2 separate regions of the Rattus norvegicus genome follow, and region 2 is linked to region 1. The links are chromatin contacts, called in public Hi-C maps. All regions are on one chromosome and are shown on one strand. The core of a region is the stretch at or near the end of the contact, and the rest is flanking DNA. Distances in the headings are between cores, read along the strand shown.

Region 1 (4,320 bases), core at 760-3,259:
GAGCCTATGACAACTAGTGTCTGTGTTGACAGTAGGAAAGGGAAAGTTAAGATTCTCTATGCTATGCTTTCAAAAACAGCAATTTCATAGGTGAAGAGCCTGCTTCCTTTGAATTCCATTTAGGCCACCACTGATTGCCTCCTCCTAAGAAGTCCCAAGAATATAGGCAAGAGATAAACAGAGCTTCGTTGGGGAGAAAGAAGAAGTACATTTTGGTGACATGAGGTGAACCCTGATTTCAGCCCCACTGGAAGCCAGCCCCTACAACTGGGTTCTCGGGCACTGAACTTCAGTAGGTTTAAGCCATTTATTAAAAAGAGTCCTGGCTCATGGAAAAGCCAGACTGTGACTAAACTGTTTTAACTGTTTAAACTGTGAAACACACATCAGGAGCTCCACAGAGAGTTTAGCCCTCAGGTGCTATCCACAGGTAATAGCTTTAGACAGGCGATAAACGCCCAGTGCAGGAAGAAGAGATGGAGAGAAACCATGACAACGGCAACATGGAGTCAGCAAGTGTGTGTTGAGCTTCTGTTCTGTGTCAAGTAGTATATCACTGTGTGAAGTTGACCACAACAACAATAAATGAGACCATAAATTCCAGGTATTTAAGAGCCCATAGTATATTAGAAGATACAAAACTATCCAGATTAGAATGGAATTCAGTATCCTTAATAATTGGATGCCCTTGGGGTTGGGGGTTTAGCTCAGTGGTAGAGCGCCCTGGGTTCGGTCCCCAGCTCCGAAAAAAAGAAAAGAAAAAAAAATTGGATGCCCTCAGAAGAATGGATGATGTGCAAAGTTTTAGAAAGAATAAGCAAAATGAGCTTCACTGAGAAGCAGACATCAGTATTTTGAGTAGAGATTAAAAGAAGTGGGAGATTAAATCTATGTGTTTACTTGAGAAGGAGAAGGCAAGTATGCTGAAAAAGAAGGTCATCGAGCAAGAATCAAGAATTCAAACCATTCAAGGCCCCATAGGCCATCAACAGGTTCTTTCTGTTCGTTCATTCCCAGCTTTGTAATTATTTTAGTTAGCATGTATACTTAGAGGTTTCATGATGGCATTTTAATAATGTACATCACCTACCTCTTTGCCTGCAACCCTCAAAGGTCAAGGGCATTGACTTCAATTCTGTATGAGAGGCCAGATGAGAGTTCTCAATAGAAATAGCACATGATCTTACTTGCATCTCCAGTGGACAGCGTGTAAAGACAACCCACAGGCATAAGCAGTGATGACGAGCAGGAGACCAGGTAGCAGACAAACGTTGCAGTACAGAAAGACAGAGGCTAGACCAATGTTGCTGACATTCTAGGTATGGTTTTTAATGGGGACAGGAGGGAGACGAGGAACAAGGTCAACTATGATCTATAAAAAAAAAAAGGATTTGGATGACTTCCAGGTTTTTTCTGGAGCTCCTAAAAAAAAGAAAGAAAAGAAAAAACCCTCCAAGGAAATGGAATCTGAATGCCACAAAATAAAGGAATGTGTTATTTCAGAGAACTAAAACACCATGGTGCTTGAAAGCATTCTTTGTGTTTTTAAAAGCTAGAGAAAAACCAAATGAATAAGACAAGGACCAAAAATTGCCCATTCGGCTTAACAAATAACCATAGGAAAAAAAACACCCTTTGATGATTTTGATGAAAACAATTTCAATATTTATTTATTTTAATTAAGTTAATTTATTTATTATTTGCTAAGCTCCACCCCCCCAAAAGAATAGTGTTGATTGTTCAACACCTTGACAAACTTTATGGTTAGCTTAAATAAATACAATGAACTTATTAGAAGTTCATTAACTCTACAAGTCTACCCCATGCACACAGCACAATGAGACTTGGAAGTTTAGCACATGGTTCAGGTGTCTAGGTACTTATGCATTGCTGAGAATGCATATGTGAATGAGAATCAAGAATAAAGTGATCTCACAGCATAGTCACCATTACCAACAGGAGCCCGCAGAAGAGGCTTTCCACATGAGAGTGGAAAGATTCCTCACATGAACTCCAGCCAAGGACCCTATGACTCAGTCAAGAAGCAGACACTATGGCCTTGAACGTTTTGAGTCTTCTGGAGCCAGCATGTTGCCAGTGCAAAATTGAGGGCTTACAACTTGCATCCCCTCTACACGAGCTCTCTGTTTTCTTGCCTGACTATGGACAGAACAACACAGAAGTTAAGTGAAGACGATGCTCTCTATCCATACCTCTTTATTCGTCTCCTCCAAAGATATTGTCTTCCTGGGTTTTAGAGTATTAATCTTCAAAGATTGGACCACCATTCATGACAGCCTCCAAAGATCCATTGACCCTATGGCCTCAAGAACCATGATGAACTTGAGCACTGGATCAACATGCTTCTGTAGGTGGTTAATACATGTGTTGAATAAGTTAAAGTACACCGACTCCACAAAGCAGATAAGATCAGAGCTTCTCTCTTGGCAGAGCATTGTGGAGTCCAAGTATTCTAGCTCCCTCTGTTAGAACGCTGGGATTATGGTAAACTTGGTTTTGAGCAGCTCTTTGGACTGGCTCTAGAGATGTCTCTCCTGCAAGTCTGTACTTCTATGGTTTCCACACAGAACACATTCAGCTGAAGTATAGAAATTGATCTGGGTTTGGTCCAGATTCACCTGACTGAAAGGTGGCTTTTCTCCATTCACCTTGCATTTTAAAGTCCTGGTCTTTAAGGCTTCTCAATAGTCTGCTCCCTACCCACTCTCTTTGTAAGAGATGAAAGTGGTTTTCCAGACAGGCCTGCTGTGAGTGACTTCATGGAAATGAATAACCTGAGTCCTTGTGTGCCTCTCTCACGGGGAACTCCTGATATTTATTTATTTTTAAGAATAGGACTGGGACGTAGATGTTTCCATGAACAGTTGAGTCATTCCTTACAAAATAAGAATCCTACTCCTCGGTCAGACATGCCTTACATTCCGGTCTTCCCACTTCAGGCGGTTGTGTGCTACTAAATATTCGGTGGAAATGACACACGTCTGGAAGCCTAGAAGGAGAGGCTGCTGATCAGGGAGTACACAATGAAGGTGTTGTGTGGTGCTAATTGAGGAAGGCAGACTCCCAGATCTGAAATAAAATGAGATCTGTGACACCTGAAGCCTCTGGCATGAGTCCTTGTAAAAAATCAAAGTGTCTTGTTCTGTGCACTCTGATCACACCCATCGGAGAACCATCCCACTTTCAAGAGCATTTTGGAAATAGGGCATATTGAGATACGCTGTGGCCAGTAATTCCTCCTGTGGAGAGCTCTCTGGGAGTCAAAGGCACTGAAGAGATGGATCAGCTTTTCACACAGAGCCCTAGATATCAGTGGGCCAAACCAAGTAGGCTAACCCTGGCTCTCCACATCCTATAGTCTAGTATACTTCCCTCCCAAAGGGAAAATATCAATCTGACTCAAAGTATTTCCTCTCAGATTTGTCAACAGAATGGTTCCTACAGGGTACTTTCTGGACCTCTGTGAGGCTTCACACAAGTAAGAGGACTGGAGTTGTGAAATGGAAATTGAAATGAGAATTAGTTTGCTAAGAATTATACGAAATGGAATGCAGATTGAATCAATATAAGCTAATTATCAGAAGAGGAAGACATTTGTCCCAGTTGAAGAAGATGTTGAAAGTGTCTGGACACAGATTTACTATGTGCATCCAAATGTGGCAAGAGTTTAAGCCTAGAGAAAATATGAGGTACATCTTAAACATGGGGAATTTGGCAATGCTTATTCAGGGAACTGAAAAGCGTCTCAGATAATAATTAGTGTTTTGGTGGGATAAAATGTAAGTGAATGAGAATTAGAGAAAAGTAAATGAATTAGAAATATGTGGGATTTTTTTCCTTATTATGCGAGTTGTCCACAAAAAATTAGGGTGGGGAAATCACAGATTTTGGTTAATACTTGAAAAGTTTTCCAAGAAGCCTAATAGGGTATGACAATTTAAAAAAAAATCACCTGCCCTTAATCCAAAGAAGAATCTGCAGAAGCTCAGAGATTTCTGTGCCAGTCCTTGGGGCTACAAAACAAAGAGGTTCGAAGTAGCAGTGTACAAGTGGAAACTGGGAGCAACGTTTGACTAAGAAGAACAGAGTAGGGAAATCCATTCAAAGAGGAGATCAGCACACTGACTTCCAGCAGAGGTTGGCATGACATCCAGGAAGCCAGGGCAGAAACCTTGACTTTATTGTCTGTTCCCTCTCTTCACCATAGGGGCTAGAGAGAAGTCTGGAGGGTTGAGAGCACCGCTTGCTCTTCCAAAAGCTTTACTTCTTTCTCCTCCTCCTGCTTTTGTCTCTTTCCTC
Region 2 (4,498 bases), core at 559-3,058, 170 kb after region 1:
CAGCAGCACAGACACAGAGAGGGCAGTCACCTATGCACAGTAATATTAAAGCAAATATCCAGGCTCCCCACATCCAAAATTGAAACATAAAATATCATGTAATATTTGCATTATCGTTTTTTAACATAAGGAAATAAAACACCATGACTAAAGTTATAGTAATAACTTATTATCTAATTTAAAATATTTAATTAACAAACATAATATAGTAAATAACTTAAAGAACACACGCTTCATCCTAACTCCCTTATCCAACTAACCACGTTGTGAGTTGATATTTCCTTTTCCAGTCCACATCTGTGTGCTGTGCATGCGTGTACATGAGTGTATATGAGTGAAGAATAGGCTAGTTCTATTCTGTAATGTCCATCTAAGTAGTATATGTTTTATAAAGCTGAATTCTCATATTACTCCAAAACTATTCTCCATTCTTATGCTATTTCCTTTCTATTCTTCTTGATGTACAGTACATTTATTTGTTAAGTGATTATAATAATCAATGAAAAATAAAATGTCCATGAGGCTCCTTACTCACGCCCCTGCCATGAAGCTGTCACCTTCAGAGGTGTGCCTGTCAGTTGGGACTGTGGCGTCCACCGAAGGAGTAGAGTTAGAGAACAAATCTTCCAGGTAATCTATGGGAGGCACACCTGTAACCCTAGCACTTGGAAGCCTGAGGCAGAAGCAACTCAAAATCAAGGCCAACCTGAAGCACATCGTGAAGTCTGCTCAAGAGAACACAAAGAAAGTGAGAGGAAGGGAGGGAGGGAAAGGAGCGAAGGAAGAAAGAAGGACAAAGAAGGGAGGGACAAATCTTTTATTTCATTCTGAAACTTGTTTCCAATTGGCTTTAACCTATAGGTCATATACTACTGTTTAAGGTTACACTTAAAGAGCCAAATTCCTGCACAGAAGAATTTCATCCACACAAAGAAACTATGATGATGATGACGACGATGACGATGACGACGACGACGACGACAATGATGATAAATGTTCTTGAAATACTTTTCTATGAATTAGGCATCCTCAGCTCCACCCACTGAGCTTCACGTCCTATAGATGTAGGCGGCAAAGAGTGGCACTCACAGTCCCTTTAGCTTGAGCAGTCACCACTGACAGGAGCTGTTCGCTTGTCTGTACGAAGGCCTGATACAGACTCATGCATCAGCGGCTGCCTGTGAGAACACGTTCAATTGAGAAACACGGCAGCTTTTGATCTCACCACAAAATGATTGTCATCTGCAGTTGCTGACAAAGTGGATCCATCAGCCCCAACAGATGGCTCAGGGAACCTGTCCAGCACTGAAGCTACACAGAAAATGCAGTATATACATGGGACTAAAACACAAGGATTTGGGGCTTACCACTAACTCCCCCCCTCTTCGATAATGTGTCATGGTATGAACTTTGGCCCAGTTAATGTGCAACAGCCTTAGCAAATCAGAGACCCATATTCAGTCAGTGGGAATTGGGTTGATTCTCCTAGGTTTACAGTCTTAGCCACACTGAGAGAAGTTAAGTTCAGGCCACCAATACGACTTCTCATCAACCATGAAGGAGTTAAAAATTAGTTCAATGTTTTCTTTGAAATCACGAGAATGAAAGAAAGCTCTCTCCTCGTTGCCAGAGGCACGACTTCTGCCTGTGGCCATATTCCTGATCAGGTATGTTGACTGAAGCTCGAAACAGCATTTGCAGATACGTCTGGAATCCATCCAAACCCAAGGTACACTGCTCACCAGGGGCTGCTGCAACTTCGACTCCCAGACAGTCTGATGCCATCAGGAAAAGCATTTCTTACCCAAAAAAATGCGAAGTATGACTTTCCTATAATAGTCCGAGGAGCTCGGTAACGACGTGTACAGAGGGTGCGTGGTGATTCATAGCTACCCACTCGGCTCCCAAGGAAGTTTCCGAAGGTGATGTTAAATCATTCCGGGCCATTATTGGCCTCAGAACCTTGGAAGCTGTTCTGATTGCAAAAGCAGCCTGCTTTCCTGAGAAGAGTACTGGATCCCCCTCATCCAGGAGATCCTTGTTCTGTGGAAGATTGTGACATTTGAGAAATACCTTTGAATACAGGTATAGTTTCTCAGTAGGGAAATAAGGCTTCATCACTCGATGCAGACTTGTATGAACCAAGTGCATTCTTATTTGGTTTTTCTCTGTCATAAATCTCTAATGCAATACTATCTTTAGTGCATATTTAAGCCTCCATTTAAAATGCTGGTGAGGCTAGGACATAGTGACCCATGCCTTTAATCCCATCTCTCAGGAAGCAGACACACAGCCAGCCTGGCCTACTTAGTTCCAGGCCTGCCAGAAACTATATATACACACATATAATATATACATACATACATACATACATACATACATACATGTATATACATATATATGGCATATGTTATACATGTGTGTATACATATATGTGTATTATTTGTGTGTATATATCATGTATCATACATATCACATGTCATAATGATAAGTATAGTTTTATAAATCTTTGTATCAAGCACACATTTGGATTTTTAAGGGTGTTAGATATTCCCTAAAAAATGGCCAAACTAGATACTCATTTCCTTCAGTGACTCACTAGAAATGAATTGTTGGTTGAGATCCAGTGAGTACTGGCAGGCCTCCACCTCCCAGGGAGCACCATAGTAATTACAGCTTGCTGGCATCCTTTTCAATGGTTTCTGAAGGGGTACCAAGACTTGAGCACTCAGAGAGATTGAATCATCCTCTACCCTTGAGTGTACTCACTTCCTTTAGTTCTGGCCAAAGGGTTTTGGAAGATATTCTTGTGAACTTCCGTTGCTGGCGTAGGCCGTAGAAAAACAGAAGGCAATAACCAGGATTGGGTTGCCACAACAGAAGAAGAGATAAGTGAATTAGTGGGAGGCAGTGGGGGATTTCAGCCTTAACGCCAAAATAACTTTCACTCTGACACAGCTTTTACGTGTTCAATGCAGGTATTGTAATAGACTATCAATCAGTTAAGTGTAGTGAATTTCATTATCTTTTAACTTCAAAACTAACATCTAGAAGACTTCAAAAAAATTAAATGAGTCTCCATCCACCTATCTCAAAAAAAAAATATTGTTCAAGGAATTTTTCTAACACCTGAATTTAACCTAAGATACCATCCTAGTGGTCTTCCAAAGATTTAGCCAATAAGGAAGAAGCTGTAGGATCAAAATCCAAAGTAATACTCCAGGACAACCAGCATGCGTAGCCATGATGAAATGTGGCTGCCCATAGCAAAGTAAATGACAGCCAATCGGTTATTAGTATACTCTGAGCGTGGGAGGTTTCACCACAAGGAAGGCTAGGATAGGTTGGATTGCAACAGAAGACAAGCTTCTGGGCAAAGGCATGAAGCTTGAAAGAATCTAACGGTCACATCAATCACCCCTTTAAGGAGTTTATCTCCAAATCAGACTGTGTTCTGACTGTGCAGGCAGGGGTAGGACTTCAACATATGAATTTGGACCTTTCACCCATAATGAAGCTTAGCATGCACAGATCCTAAGATGAGCTGGACTCTTGAAGGGACCTGTACTGTGTCATACCAGGCAAGAGGGGAGGTCTGGTTGGAATCAAGAAGCATTTCTGTAAGATCATGCCTGGGAGTTGTCAACAGAGCTATCAGAAGGAAAGGAGTGAAAGCTCATGTCTGGAAGACCCTTATAACTTCTTTTCTTATTCTAAATCACTTTCATACTCAATGCTGTGTTCGTAATTGCATTGTCTTACTTGAGTGTTTTTGTATGTATGTATATGTGTACATACCATGCATATAAGCATACATGAAGTATATATGCAAGTATGTGTGGAGAGCCAGAGGTCAACCTCATTGGTCATTCCATAGATAGCATCATCATGCACATCATTTCGAGACTGGAATCCTGGAGCTAGGCAATTAAGCTAGGCTGCCTTGCTAGTGAGCTTCAGGATTCTACCCATCTCTGTCTTCCAGCAAGGGTCAAACGCAGGTCCTTATGCTTGCATAGCAAACACCTTACCAGCTGAGCCATCTCCTCGTTCCTGTGTAGCCTTAAAGAGGGCGATTTCCAAAATTGTGTGGCATCTAATTTCCCAAACCTAGTTCTATCCCGAGTCAACGAATAATACAGCTGACTTCCCTGAAGCACAACGGTCCTCCATTCTCTGCAGTTTTACTCTCTAAGGTTTCAGTTATTCGTAGCCAACTGCATTTTGAAAGTATTAAATGGAGCTATCCAGAAGCAAGCATTAATCACTTTCAACTGAATGCATTTCTCGATAGATAAAAATCTCTTAGTGAGGCTCTGTGTCCTTCCTGGGATCCATCTTGTATACACTACCTACTAACGAGTTACTTAGGAACCATCAGGATTATCAGAGTCACTGTCAAGGTATCACAGCGCTTATGTTTTAATGATTCTTAGCTTACTTACTAGTTGTCCCCTTAGTGTAAGAGTTGTGATTCTCATACTTTTATTATATTGAC

The links. Hi-C and Micro-C count contacts between places; a contact is called where the count stands out from the background.
Region 2: a contact with region 1 is called in a Hi-C map of the A7r5 cell line, with 4 times the contacts expected there. The contact joins two enhancer-like sites. A contact is called at or near these places in 5 of 12 Hi-C or Micro-C datasets (the A7r5 cell line, the Rat2 cell line, kidney and 1 more).

What each region holds. Positions count from the first base shown.
Region 1 is chr16:62,119,417-62,123,736 of GRCr8, forward strand. The region is part of intron 4 of Dlc1 (DLC1 Rho GTPase activating protein); the gene reads left to right. Among named protein-coding and RNA genes, the nearest start is that of Dlc1, 130 kb to the left of the region's middle. Within about 2 kb of position 2,010, at least 12 of the 93 cell types and tissues checked have an H3K27ac peak or open chromatin away from gene starts, as enhancers often do. A contact at or near this core is called in the A7r5 cell line, where this site is marked.
Region 2 is chr16:62,285,338-62,289,835 of GRCr8, forward strand. The region is part of intron 5 of Dlc1 (DLC1 Rho GTPase activating protein); the gene reads left to right. Among named protein-coding and RNA genes, the nearest start is that of Trmt9b, 210 kb to the right of the region's middle. Within about 2 kb of position 1,809, at least 28 of the 93 cell types and tissues checked have an H3K27ac peak or open chromatin away from gene starts, as enhancers often do. A contact at or near this core is called in the A7r5 cell line, where this site is marked.